2 separate regions of the Triticum aestivum genome follow, and region 1 is linked to region 2. Evidence: chromatin contacts called from public Hi-C data. All regions are on one chromosome and are shown on one strand. Each heading gives the region's core, a stretch centred on a gene start, on an enhancer-like site or on the middle of the called end of the contact. The rest is flanking DNA. Distances are from core to core; before and after follow the strand shown.

Region 1 (5,825 bases), core at 3,109-5,608, 260 kb before region 2:
CCATGCGCCACCAGCCAAAACTTTCTTCAGCAACTTCTGCGACTCCCCGGCGACGGACGCAGCCACGTCTTTTGTTGAGTCCAACGATCTCTTCCATGCCGTAAAGCATGATGAGCGAGAGGGTTCAACAGAGCTAAAAGTGACAGCACCATCAGTGATCCCGTCGGTGGCGGCAGGCGCCGGCAGCGCTTCCGGCGAAGACATGACCTCGAAAGACCCACCCATGATCCAATTTTCCTCAAGAGCCCCCACGTCCAGCTCATCGCAGAGGCCGTAGAACCCGTTGATCTCCTTCGTGATCTGCTCGAGGCTACCGTCGGATAGGCACTCGACCTCCCCTAGCTCGAGTTCCCCGGGCATCATCGTGGCCATGGTGTTATGGTTGAGGTCTTCGAACACCATGTCAGCGTCCCCAGTATCGTCTGCTGATGGGCTGGAGTTCGGCTCCTCCGACTTCGAGCATGTTGGGAACTTCAAGTCCCAGAAAGATGTGCCGATCCGGTTCACCATGTCCATGTCCTCCAAAACCTAGCAAATCGATTGAAATCACCTTGCTTATTCAACAGAATTAATCGCTAGCATTTCATTTGGTGAAGAACCGGAAAAACTCGTGGATTGGTTTGGTCATGACTTGATGAGGGTCTCGCAGCAAATGGTACATTCTTATATATTCGGCTTTATTAATGCGTTTCGAGGAGACGAAAACAATGACTCATGGGGCTCATGGCGAAGCTAGAAATAGGAGCATTTGGTTCATCTTACAACATATTGTGATGATAAACAAAAAATGTATAGTATATTCCAAAGTTACCGGCAAAAACTAAGGGACAGCCAGTCAACACGAGTGAAAAAAACAGTTTCAATCAATTATATTTGAACCGTCCAACGGCTGCCTTCCCCGGGCCCGAGGACACTGTTTATCTTCCCCACAGACCCCTTCTTCTACCCGCATTGCCTCCGCCCCAGCCCGCGATCACATTGTGAAATAACTAATGGGTTTAACTCAACCTAATTGTTGCACATGAGATTTGCCCCTGTAAGGGACGATGTGTATGCATCCTTTGTCGAGAAAAACGGAACAATGTGGATGCACCACCATTGCTAAATCCTACCAATAAAGACTAAAACAGAGAACTTCCCAACTACATCAGGTTCAACTAAATTGCAGAAAGGCCAGGCCTGAGGTTGTTTGTTTTACCGTCCCACTTGCCAAGCCAACATTGCCATTCTCAAGCGAACGTCGTCAGTGGAGCCACATGCACTTAAGAGAAGAAGTGTCATCTTACCATGGACAACTTGGGAGCTCACATATCGAAATGCAATGGTGAAAGCGTTATACCCATGAAAGACTTTAAAGTTTTCCAAGTCCGTTGGTCAAGCCACATGTTTCCATGGTGACATCGTCGTGCGAGAACACCCGATCCAAGTCGCACTTGATAAGGAAAGAAGTCGCCAAAAAATTAAAGTCATCCTACCACACCTATCAAAAAGCATGCCACAAACAAATATGCCGAAGCACGTGGGCAAAACCATTACACTAGGACCCAAAATGATGTGACGCTAGAAACCAAGCACCACGATATCGGGATGAACAACCAGGTATGTCGCCTCAAGCCTTTTCTCTAAGAGGAACAACCAGGCTACGCCACCCCTTCTGTCCCCGAGGAATAATAGAGTGCCAAAGGCGAGATGGGCGAGTCAGAGGTACGACACCATCGATCGCCGCATGCCTCCTATGTTACAAGACCTAGCCAAGTGACCACTGGAGTGGTGTATGATTTCGCCCTTTGTGTTCCTCACCATAAGAAAATGGAGTCTTGCTGACAGCAACAAGAGGAGTGACGGACTAGGAGGGTGGTGGTGGCCGATAGGTTTGTGCAATTTGAACCACCCTAGGAGAGTTTAGCGGAGGCATCAAAAGAGATAGTTGCGTGTGTGTGTGTGTGTGTGTGTGTGTGTGTGTGTGTGTGTGTGTGTGGGTGGGGGGGGGGGGGTGCAAACTTGTGCAACAGACTTAAGTGCATCATTTAGAGCTCAAGGCTCTACTCAGCCCTGAAACTTTGAAAAAAACAAAATAACACTTACATGTTTCAAAAGAATCATGAACATAAATCTACACGTAAATATAGATCTCTTGTACATATGTGTAACGTTTGATTAAAAGAGATATTGTAGCATGCATGTGAGCTACACAAAAGACAGATGTCTGGATCTGGAAATACTAGATCTACGCATGCATGTGAGTATTTGTCCTTATTGTCTAGCCATATATGGAAAGATGTACTCCCTCTGTAAATTAATATAAGAGTGTTTAAATCATTAAAATAGTGATCTAAACACTCTTATAATAGTTTACAGAGGGAGTAGCATGCAAAGAAAATATATAGATACATATATCTAACACATTTTGCATTTCAATCTTACTAAATCTCAGTCGACTAAGACTTGTATGTCTCAGTCGATTCTATATTCGTGAGATCTTATAGAGATATGTGTAAATTTTTCTTTTTATTTTTTTTCCTTTTTCTTTCTTGTACTATGTTATGTTACTTGACTGGGAGCTAGTCACACCCTTTGCATTTTTAAACAAAGAGACTCTATGTAGTACGGCCGGGTTCACTTTCCAGTTTTTTGGGGTAGTTTGTTTGTCTTAGCTCGTGCCTAGAGGAGAGAACCACACACAGTTTGTACAAGTAGATTATGGAAATATGTTAAAAGGAGAACATCATGTGGTTGATGGGACAAAAACTCACGGTATTTGTTGTCCCGAGCTCAAGCACACCACTCATCAATGGAATGCAGGCGACTGTCTGAAAAAATGTTACCAAAGACACGTGCAGTCGGGGTCAGAAACCTGCACGGTAAGCACAGGTGATAAGGTGCATGACGTGCGCTAACCTGGATAGACGCCGTCTGGGTGAACCGGCAGAGGTAGCATGGGCGCATACATAGTAGACATCATGATATTAATTAGTTAACAATAGGCAAAGATATATAGGAGTACATATATAGATCGGGTGCAGATTAATCAGATAGTACCCCGTATTAGAGAGTGAGCTAACAGCTCGATTAACCGTAGTAGGTACCTTTGCTAAGAGCGCGCGCTGGAAGGTTTTGGTGTCTGCGCACTGAGCATTGCACAGCCAAACATGCTCGTTGCTCGCAAAGCTTCTGCCTGGCAACCTGACCAAACAATAAACACATCAGTCTTCACTCTTCAGTAAATTAGCACCACATCTAATATATCTTACCAAGAAAAAGTTACTAGCTCTTTCCTCTTGTGGATTGGTAATGGATTAGAAGAGTTGTTCTGGAGGTACATACCCTTGGCCAAGGCGGAAGGCGTAGCTCATGCAGACCGTGTAGTACCATTCGGCGTCGCCGAGGTCCTCCGGCGACAGCGCGGCCGCGGGACGCCTCGCCCGGTGGTCACACTGGCCGGACAGAAGAGACTCGTAGAGCTCCCGCAGCTGCTCGCTCCTCTGCAGGACGAGCTGGTCGGCGGTGAGGTCCGCCGAGCTTGTGACCTTCCTCGTCTTTATCTCGCCGTTGTAGAACCCGTCCTTCCACGTCAGAACCCTACGGAACAAAATCGTAAGAGGAAAGAAAACGGCTTGCTTCTGACAAATTGAAAAGTATTGCAGCTAGTTGGAGTGGTTGCTTCAATCGGATGTACTCTTCGTCTATAAATTATTATTACCCTGGACGGCTGGTTGAAATGGACCAGAATATTGCGTAGCTCCAGTTGATGCTCCTCACAGCGGCAGCGAGCTGGTTGCTGAGTTGCTTCCCGGCCGGCGGCGGTAGGGTGGGTTCTTCCTGGCTCGGATGAACTACCGGCAGCGCCATTACCACGCAATTTCCTTCCTTGCTACATATTCATGCAAACGAGGTGAAGTTAGAGCAAGCAAGGAGGCAAAAATAAACAAATCAATGGAGCTATAGCTTCATTTCTTGTATATATAGTAGCTAATTTAGTCCATGCAAGCTGAAATCTCTTTGCTCTGTTGCACCGATGCAAATTAAGAAACTTGGCGGCAGATTTCTCAACCAAGATCACAAAGAACATACTAGATCGAAAGCTAGAACAAACTAAGGAAGTAAGAGTCTAAGAGATATTTAAGCTAGGTAGCTAGCCATGAGTGGAGGAGAAACTTCCAACTAAATTAAAGGCGGTTAAAGGTTTACTTGAGCTATGGAGACCAAGAAGCTCAGAGGCCAACCTGTCGTCCGGGGAGGAAGATGGAGCCGCTATATATGCAATGCACCAAGAATCCAGGGCATAATATAGATCTGTCCTTGCAGCGCAGACGTGGAACGAGTGACTGCGACGTTCAACAGCAAAGTACTGTTCGGACACTACTGTACTGCGCCAACATACAATTAGGCCCATCACTTTCTAGCTAGTGTAGTAGTACAATGCATGCTTGCTTGGTTTTCTGACTGCTAGTAAAAATGGAGTGAGATGCACGCAGTCCTCACCGATCTCTGTTTCCGTTTGACAGTGAAGTGAGCGGGGCGCGCAAGTCAGTTGTAGGGCCAATAGGCACTGAATATTCGACGTCTCGACGACGCCTGAGGAAACACGGTGAGCATCACTGCCGATGCAATTATAGTGTCACCAGGAGTAGTGCAGAGACGTTCTACCAAGAGAACTATACTTAATCTAGTAAATTAGAGTGTAACTGCGAAAGTCTTGTACGTGTGTTCCAGCACCTCCATTAATTTGCACCCCACCGAGGAATCTACCATCGGCATCAACAGGATAATGCATCTATCTATGGAAGAAAATTACCAACTGGATTTACAGGTGTGGTCGTTCGCTCGCAGTGTGAAAATTACGAGGAGGTTAGTGGGGATTGGGGCATGACATGTAGGTCCATAATGCAATAAGAAAGCATGTTTTTAAAGTTGTGTGTGTATGTGTATTTCAATTTTCACCAAGGTAGCTAACGCATAATCCACTTGATATATAAGGCTCCTTGTCCTTGTGGCCATACATACAAGACATGTACTTAGGGCAGCCCCAACGCGGATCACCAGTTGTCGGGGAAACGACACCTATGGGATCACTGGATTCCCTACTACGGTTGGCGGGGCGCGGGTTCGTGAGAAGAGCAGGTCTAACAGAAAGCACACGGATCATTTACCCAAGTTCGGGCCGCGAGGATGCGAATACCCTAGTCCTGCTTTGGTGGATGTATTGAGTGTTCTTGTGTTCTTGCTAGCTACGGGGTGTAACCTGCCCAAAAGAGTCGAATCCCCCTCCAGTATGCCATGAGCCTCCTTTTATAGTCGAAAAGGGGCTGCCACAGTGGCACACAGGAGGTGGAAAAATCTACAGTGTTGCGAGCTTATCGCCCGTATTACAGGACAAGACACATTTAATGCATTGCTTAGGTGTCCCTTAGCTTTATCGGGGATGGGAACGAGGCCCATTCCGTCCGTTGCCGCCTCGCCTTGCTTCGACACACGCCCAGGCCAGCGATGCATGCGGCGCCATGTAGGCTGGCAGGCAGCTGAGGTGGCGCGGTGGTGGAGCCTTCATGAAGATCTGCATGCCACCACGCAGGCGCTTGCTGAGTTGGCGTAGAGGCCGCCCGTCGCCATGCAGGTGCCTGCCCAGCTGGTTGAGCTAGCAGCTGCTTGGGGACGGCGATGGGGTCTTGGCTGGTGCGGGTCTGGCAGTGGCCCCGCTGATGTCCTCGGCAAGGGTCTTGCCGGGCGGTCTTGCCGTGGCGCCGCAGTCATCCCTGGCAAGGCGCTTGCTAGGGGTCTTGTGGATTCCCTCGGCTGGGATCCCACCGAGGGTCGCCGTCTTCTGG
Region 2 (6,319 bases), core at 2,058-4,557:
TCCCCGCCATCGTCCTCCTCCTCCGAGTCCTCTGCCGCCAGCGCCCAGAAGCGGTTGTGGCGGCCGCCGTCCCCCGCTGCAGGCGAGCCGGCGCGGCCCTCCCCGCCGCTCGCCCGGTGTTCGCTCGCGCAGCGCCGGACCACAGACCAGCCCGCCGGCCCCGCCGCGGATGGCTGCCACACCGCAGCAGGCGCGTCGCCCGTGCTGTCGCCCGCGTGGTCGCCTATCTTAGACATCCTCCGAGAATCTCCAAAATCCATATCCAGAATTCATCCCTTTTCCCGTGGTTGTTTGATATAAATTTTTGTCGCCGCTGCTACTTGTGTATAGTTTGTGATCTCAGTTTATGTGACATTGCGAGTTGGGAATCCACAAGAATTATTGTTTTTTCCTTTGTAAAACACACTGCAAACGTGAGAGGCGACTTGTAGCACACACATCCCGAGGCACGAATTATTTGTGGCTGCCCGTTTGTGTCGTTATTGGCAAAGTGGACTGATCCCTGCATGTGTTTAGGGCTTAATTACGGTAAAGAGGGTCCACACGTACATCTTTTGACAGAGTGCATGCCCCACTCACCCTCCCCTAGCCCCCTCCCATGCTTTTGTTTTTTACTTTTAAATTTGAATCTATTATATATTTTGTAGAGTCTACTTTATATTACGTTTGTATATTTGTTTTTCTTGTAATGAGTGCTTTGAAACAAGATTAACTTTGAATACATTTTGACAAAGTTTTAAAAACTTCATCAAATTTCAACTATTAAAACTTGATAGGAACGAAAATGATAAACTCGCCAAGTTTCAGAAGCTAAAGCTTAAACCATAAACCCTAAGTCATAACCCCTAAACCCTAAACCATAAAAGCAAATGATACTTTGTAAAAGTTGATGAAATTTCGTAAAAACTTAATATTATGACTACTAAGTTTTAATACCTGAAACTTTGTAAAATTAAAGTGTAGTCAAAATGTGTTTAAAATTGGTCTTGTTCGAAAGTACCCATTGCAACGAAATTTGAACTTTCAATTCAAACGACATATTAGATTCATATTTGAAGATAAAATTTAAAAAAGGTACTCCCTCCGTTCCACAATGTAGTGCGCCCGCGTTTTCCCGAGTCGTTGTCTGTCCTCGATATGAATTCAGTGATATAATTTTTGCTCCCGTCGCAATCGGTCTTGTTGGTTAAATTTACGGTCAAACTTAGATCACGGGAAGCGCGGGCGCATTACATTATGAAATCGAGGGAGTATTTAGGTGCGTGTGCCTACAAACGTACATGTTTATGTACACATAAATATACAATCACTTCTGTGAATACATGTACGCATACTCTCTTTCTATAGGCACACTTTTGATATAATAAGCCGACGCAACGGAGAATAAAAAGTTATATTATGGGTCTCAATCATCAAAAGAATAAACAAGGAGGGTGATAAATATTAAATAAACATGGCCTTTTTAGCATGTGCAATTTTGAACACAGTGCAATCAAATACGCTCACATACACTCACATGCATTCATCTCTATGAACGCACGCTCCCATACCTTATCCCGAGTATCTTTGAGAGACTGAGCCGGGCAATAACTTTTTTCAATGCTAATCTAAATCAGGTCCCGCAACTTTTTTCAATGCTCATTTAGCCTCCTCCCGAATATCGTTGGAGCTCCGTCCCTGGTCGTAATCATCTGTCGGCGTTGCCCTTAACAAAAAAAAATGTTGGCGCCGCATTGACAGGCAAGCCATTCAGTGGAAAAAAGTTTCGACGAGGTACATTGTGGTAATTTGGTCTAGTGGAATTTTCTTTGCATGTGAAGACGCACAGGTAACGGAGGCGGACAGTATCCGCGTATGGCAAAGTGTGAGCGAGCGGGCTCTGTTGAGATACGCGGTTAACAAAGTATGGCTAGGCAAGGCGGGGGCGACTCTCTGCAGATGGAATAAGATTCTTCCTGCCTTGTCCTCGTTCTGGTAGTGTTTCTAGCATTGTCAGAGGGCATGTGAAGGTTTATCTTCGGTGGATCTCGCCAGATTCAGTCGGCCTTTGTCTTCGATGGGTCCATGTGGATCTTGTCTTCGTTCGTCTATGTCCGTGTGTCTATAGGTTGGATCCTTCCGATCTACACTTGGCGGATGCTATTCTGGTGCGCTGGTCCTATGGGATCTCAGCACGACGACTTCTCGACTGTCTACTACAATAAGGTTTGCCCAGCTCCGATGAGGGATGGACGAAGACGGCGGCGCGCCTTCGGCTCGCTCCAGTTCTAGTAGCCGTCGCTAGGTGGTCTGCGGATCTAGACGTATTCGGCGCGCCTTTGACCGTTGATGAATAGATCGAGAGTTATTCACGCAAAAAAACAAAGTATGGCATGTTTTTTACACCTTGATTTGAACCAGACAACTGGTGGTTAGAGCTATAACGCGTGTCCCTGCTGATCGCCACTGATCTCCTTGTATCGATGGCACAGACGAGGACAAATTACACCAGTATCACGAGGCAAGAAAAGAAAACACAGCACGCGGGTACGTTGCGGTCATCTGCCGCCTCAGTCGGACGTCCGACATTAGCCTACACGTTTCGACCGTGTACCGGCTGGTTGCCAGCAGCAGTCGCATCGCCCGGCGCCGACTACGTGTCTGCCGTCCACTGGTTTTACTTTTACGCATGGCTATCTACCTTGAGTCAGGAAGAAAAGAGACGGGACAATGACCAGCAGCAATGCTGCGCGCTCAGGACGCACTCTAGTGAGCTACTCGTATTAGGTTCTTATATACGAGGGTTTCAATACGACACGCCCTACTGAGCTACTGGGTTGCTAGCGTGGGATCGAGCGTCCTTGGAGTGGACAGCAACGCGTCCTTGGAGTGCACCGAGCCATGCAAGCCGCGGTCGGAAGCCAAATCGGTTTCCTTCCTTCCACCTAGGATACCTAGGATAGGAGAGCTAAGCTACGTGATCGATCGATGAGAGACCCCGGGAGCGGCTACGTAGCCCGGCTTTGGATTGGTCACGGGTGAAGGTGACGGAGCCCCGTAGGCCGTAGCGAACCTCCCGTACGTGCCTTTTGTCCGCTACCGTGACCATCAGCGGGAATAGTCGTCGGAGGCAGATCGCCGACGACAGGTGGGATAGGCCGGCGAGGCCTTTTGGCAAGATCGAGACCTCGCGCCCTCGGAACGGCGAAGCCCCGCGGGATCCGCCACAGTAATTAATTGCGTTGATTCCTCCGCAGCGACGGCCGTCGCTACCGCCTCCGCCTAGCCTACCGGAGTTGCACCGGTCCACGTCGACCATGGCGTCATGCTGTGGACAGTGGTTTGTTCTCTGGCGCAGGCGCAGCGAATCCGGCGGTCCCGGCGAATCCGGTCGTTGTCTGTCCTCAGGGCAAGTTTCAATTCATGGGCCAATGGCGCGAATTTTATCTCCGATTTCCTGTCGGCCCGGCTAAAAGTTGATCCGCTGCTCACCGATTCGTGCTTCGGCTGGTGGATTTGTGGCCGCCTGGTGGGTTTTGTCTCTTGCGGCACTAGGCCTCCGCGGCTCCACATGATCGCTACGGAGGCCGGACGTACGCCATGGGGCTACTCTTCCCTTGGAAAGGAAAGGAGGGGCGTCATCGACCTGTATCTGCCTTGATCTTTTTTCCTCCTGATGAAACGTCACCTTTCAGATTCACTGCTGTGCCTCGGCGGGGTTCACTGAATTTGTCTTTGTAGCCGGAACATGCTTCAGCTAATTAAGCACAGTTGAGCAAGGCCTTTTTTCCATCACATGCTTTAGTAGTTTATTTAGTATTTGTTCGTTTTTAGCTGCCTCGCTTCAGTGTTCGCACCACCTTGGCAATGCACCTTCATAGCTTCATATGCTCAAATCCATGTCAATCGCCCTTTTCTTTTCTTTTTTGCAGGTGATGTCAATATAGCACTAGACAGAATTTGCTACCCGGTTATTGATCAGACCTGGTGCACTTGCTCTTCTTATCTTATGATTATATATATATATAGTCACCTTGTAGCCGCCGCCGCCGCCACCCCCTCCACCTTCGTCCCCCGCCGCCGCCTGAGGAAGTCACCGGGCTAAGCCTGCGCGGCAGACGGCGGCGGCGGGCCTTCATCTCAGGCGCGGCGGGTGGCGGCGCGGGCCTTTCATCCCCACGCGACGGGATCTCAGACTGCTGCAGATCGGCGGCCCTAGACGTCGAGGTGCACGTGGCGGACATGGACGCCGCGTCAGCGGCCCCGGTCTTCTTTGGTGACCTTGGCGACCGTTGTGGCCGCGAGGGTGGCACGGCGCTTGGTTTGGGGGACTCGGCGCGGCTAAGCCCCTCATCTCCGCATGGTGCGGGTGGTGATGGTGGTGTCCGCTCAGATCTCTGGCCTGCTGTTGGGAGCCAGCGGGCAATAGCGTGGGGGCCGTCGTTCTGCCTAATAAAGGCGGCGGACGTAGGGTTCCTCTCGCGCCAAGACGAAGATCTGCTTCATGCGTGTCCTCCTTGATCTGGCCGGAGTGTCATGTTCTGGAAGGCTCCGACGGCGAACTCCCTTGGGCGCCTCATACCTGGAGATTGCTAGATTGGAAGGGATTCGTTCATGCGTGCCCATGTTTTTTCCGACCGTTTGGTTTCTGAAGGGAGCGGCGCGAAGTTCTGCTATTTGTTGCCATCATGGGACATGTCTTTTTCGTTCCATGGTGAAGTCAGAGGCAGAGAATGTCATGGAAGCTTTGATCTAAGGACTGGTATTGGTGGTTGGAGCCTTTGCGGTGATGAGGAATTTGCTTGGTGTTTCCGGACTTGTCGGGAGGATGGCCCCCGAGCAGGCAGATGGTCCAGGTCCATGCCCGGGTACCAAGACATGATGAACCTCAGCGCCAAGTTTGTGCCCGCGCGAGCCGCAGAAAGTCATGGAGTCGTTGCACGTCGGCCTCCAGCCAACGAGCCAGCCACGTGACGCTGTTGGCGCCACCGCCTCCGGGCAAAGGGCGTGCGTCATGCCCAACCCGGCCGAGAACAGCCTCTTCATCTGCTTGTCGATCTCGTTCAGGCGGGCCTCGGCAGCAAGGATGATCTCCGTAAAGGACCAAGTGGCGAACCGGTCGAAATCGACGCCCGCGTCCTCCTGGGCGATCCGGTGGAGGCGCACCATCTTCCCCGCCGTCTCCTGTGTCTTCGGAGAAGATCCTTGCAAAAGTGAAGAAATAAGTCAATTAGCAAGGCAAAGGGTCTGCCAGCTCGCAAGCCGGCGGGTCAATCGAAGAAACACTCACGAGTGAGAAGCTCGTCGAGATGTTGCGCTTCGCACATCATCCCGTTCTCCTGCACGGCCCATGCGCGGTTACGGGCCTCGAGCTCCTTCTCAAACCCGGCGCCCTTCTCGACGGCCACCTTCAGCTCGGCGTCCTTCGTGGCGGCCGCCTTCCCATGATCATCTGCCAGCTGGATCAACTCCGCCTGGTGGGCCTCCGACGCCTTGACGGCCTCCGCATTCGGCCGCTCCACCTCGGCCCGAAGCTGGTTGTTGTTAGCGGTGGCTTGGTCGCGCTGCTGGTCGGCTTCGGCCAGCCAGGTTCGTAGATCCGGCATCTCGGCCACGGCGGCTACGCGGCGGAACCACAAGTGAGAAGCCCGAAAGAAGAAAAAGACAACAACGCCTTAAGATTCGACCCGGCTGCTCCATAGTCGGCCCGAGTCTCGGGGGCTACACCCAGTGGGTGCGCTGACGCGTCCCCACTGGAAGCACGCGAGCCATACCTTGGGCTTGGCGAAGTGCCTCCTCCTTGGCGGCGAGCTGCGCCGTGGCGGTCCGGTATTTCTCCAGAAGCCGGTTGTGCGCGCAACCCGCATACCATCCACATGCTACGGAGGAACAAGTATCAGCAGAAAGCACAAGCGCATATAAGACATGACCCGGCTGCTCTGCAGCCTGCCCGGGCCTTGGGGGCTACACCCAGGGGTGCATTGGCGCACCCCCACTGATCGGCCGCAAAACAAGCCAAAGGAAAGACTTTAACGCAACGGCGCGCTCCAGGTCCCGCGTCCACTCCATCTTGCTTTGGACAAAGGCCTGCAGATGGCTCTCGCGCACCCAGAGCTTCTGGCGCACAGCGTCTGTGGCTGCATCCTCCTGGGCGCACGGCCCAACCACGACTTCGCCGGCGCCCGCCCAAGGTTGCTGCGACCCGGTGGCAAGGCCACTTCCCGATGATCACTCCATGTTCACGGTGGCCTCTGGCGGCACGACCACGACGGAGCTGCTACCTCCTTTCGGCTCCTCCACGGCCATCATCGATCCCGGCGTGCTGGCCGGCGTCGCCTAC

Evidence for each region. A called contact is a pair of places that touch in the nucleus more often than the background predicts.
Region 1: a Hi-C map of leaf shows a contact between it and region 2, with 3 times the contacts expected there. The contact joins the promoter of LOC123054208 here to the enhancer-like site in region 2. A contact is called at or near these places in 2 of 5 Hi-C or Micro-C datasets (both in leaf).

Annotation. Positions count from the first base shown.
Region 1 is chr2D:524,678,049-524,683,873 of IWGSC CS RefSeq v2.1, reverse strand. LOC123054208 (anthocyanin regulatory R-S protein) reads right to left here and starts at 4,358. Exons shown (of 9, transcript XM_044477926.1): 1 at 4,224-4,358; 2 at 3,701-3,871; 3 at 3,325-3,579; 4 at 3,087-3,183; 5 at 2,899-2,913; 6 at 2,754-2,810; 7 at 1-528. The coding sequence starts at 3,849.
Region 2 is chr2D:524,412,594-524,418,912 of IWGSC CS RefSeq v2.1, reverse strand. No RefSeq gene overlaps it. Among protein-coding and RNA genes, the nearest start is that of LOC123054208, 260 kb to the left of the region's middle. Within about 2 kb of position 3,307, at least 2 of the 8 cell types and tissues checked have an H3K27ac peak or open chromatin away from gene starts, as enhancers often do. A contact at or near this core is called in leaf, where this site is marked.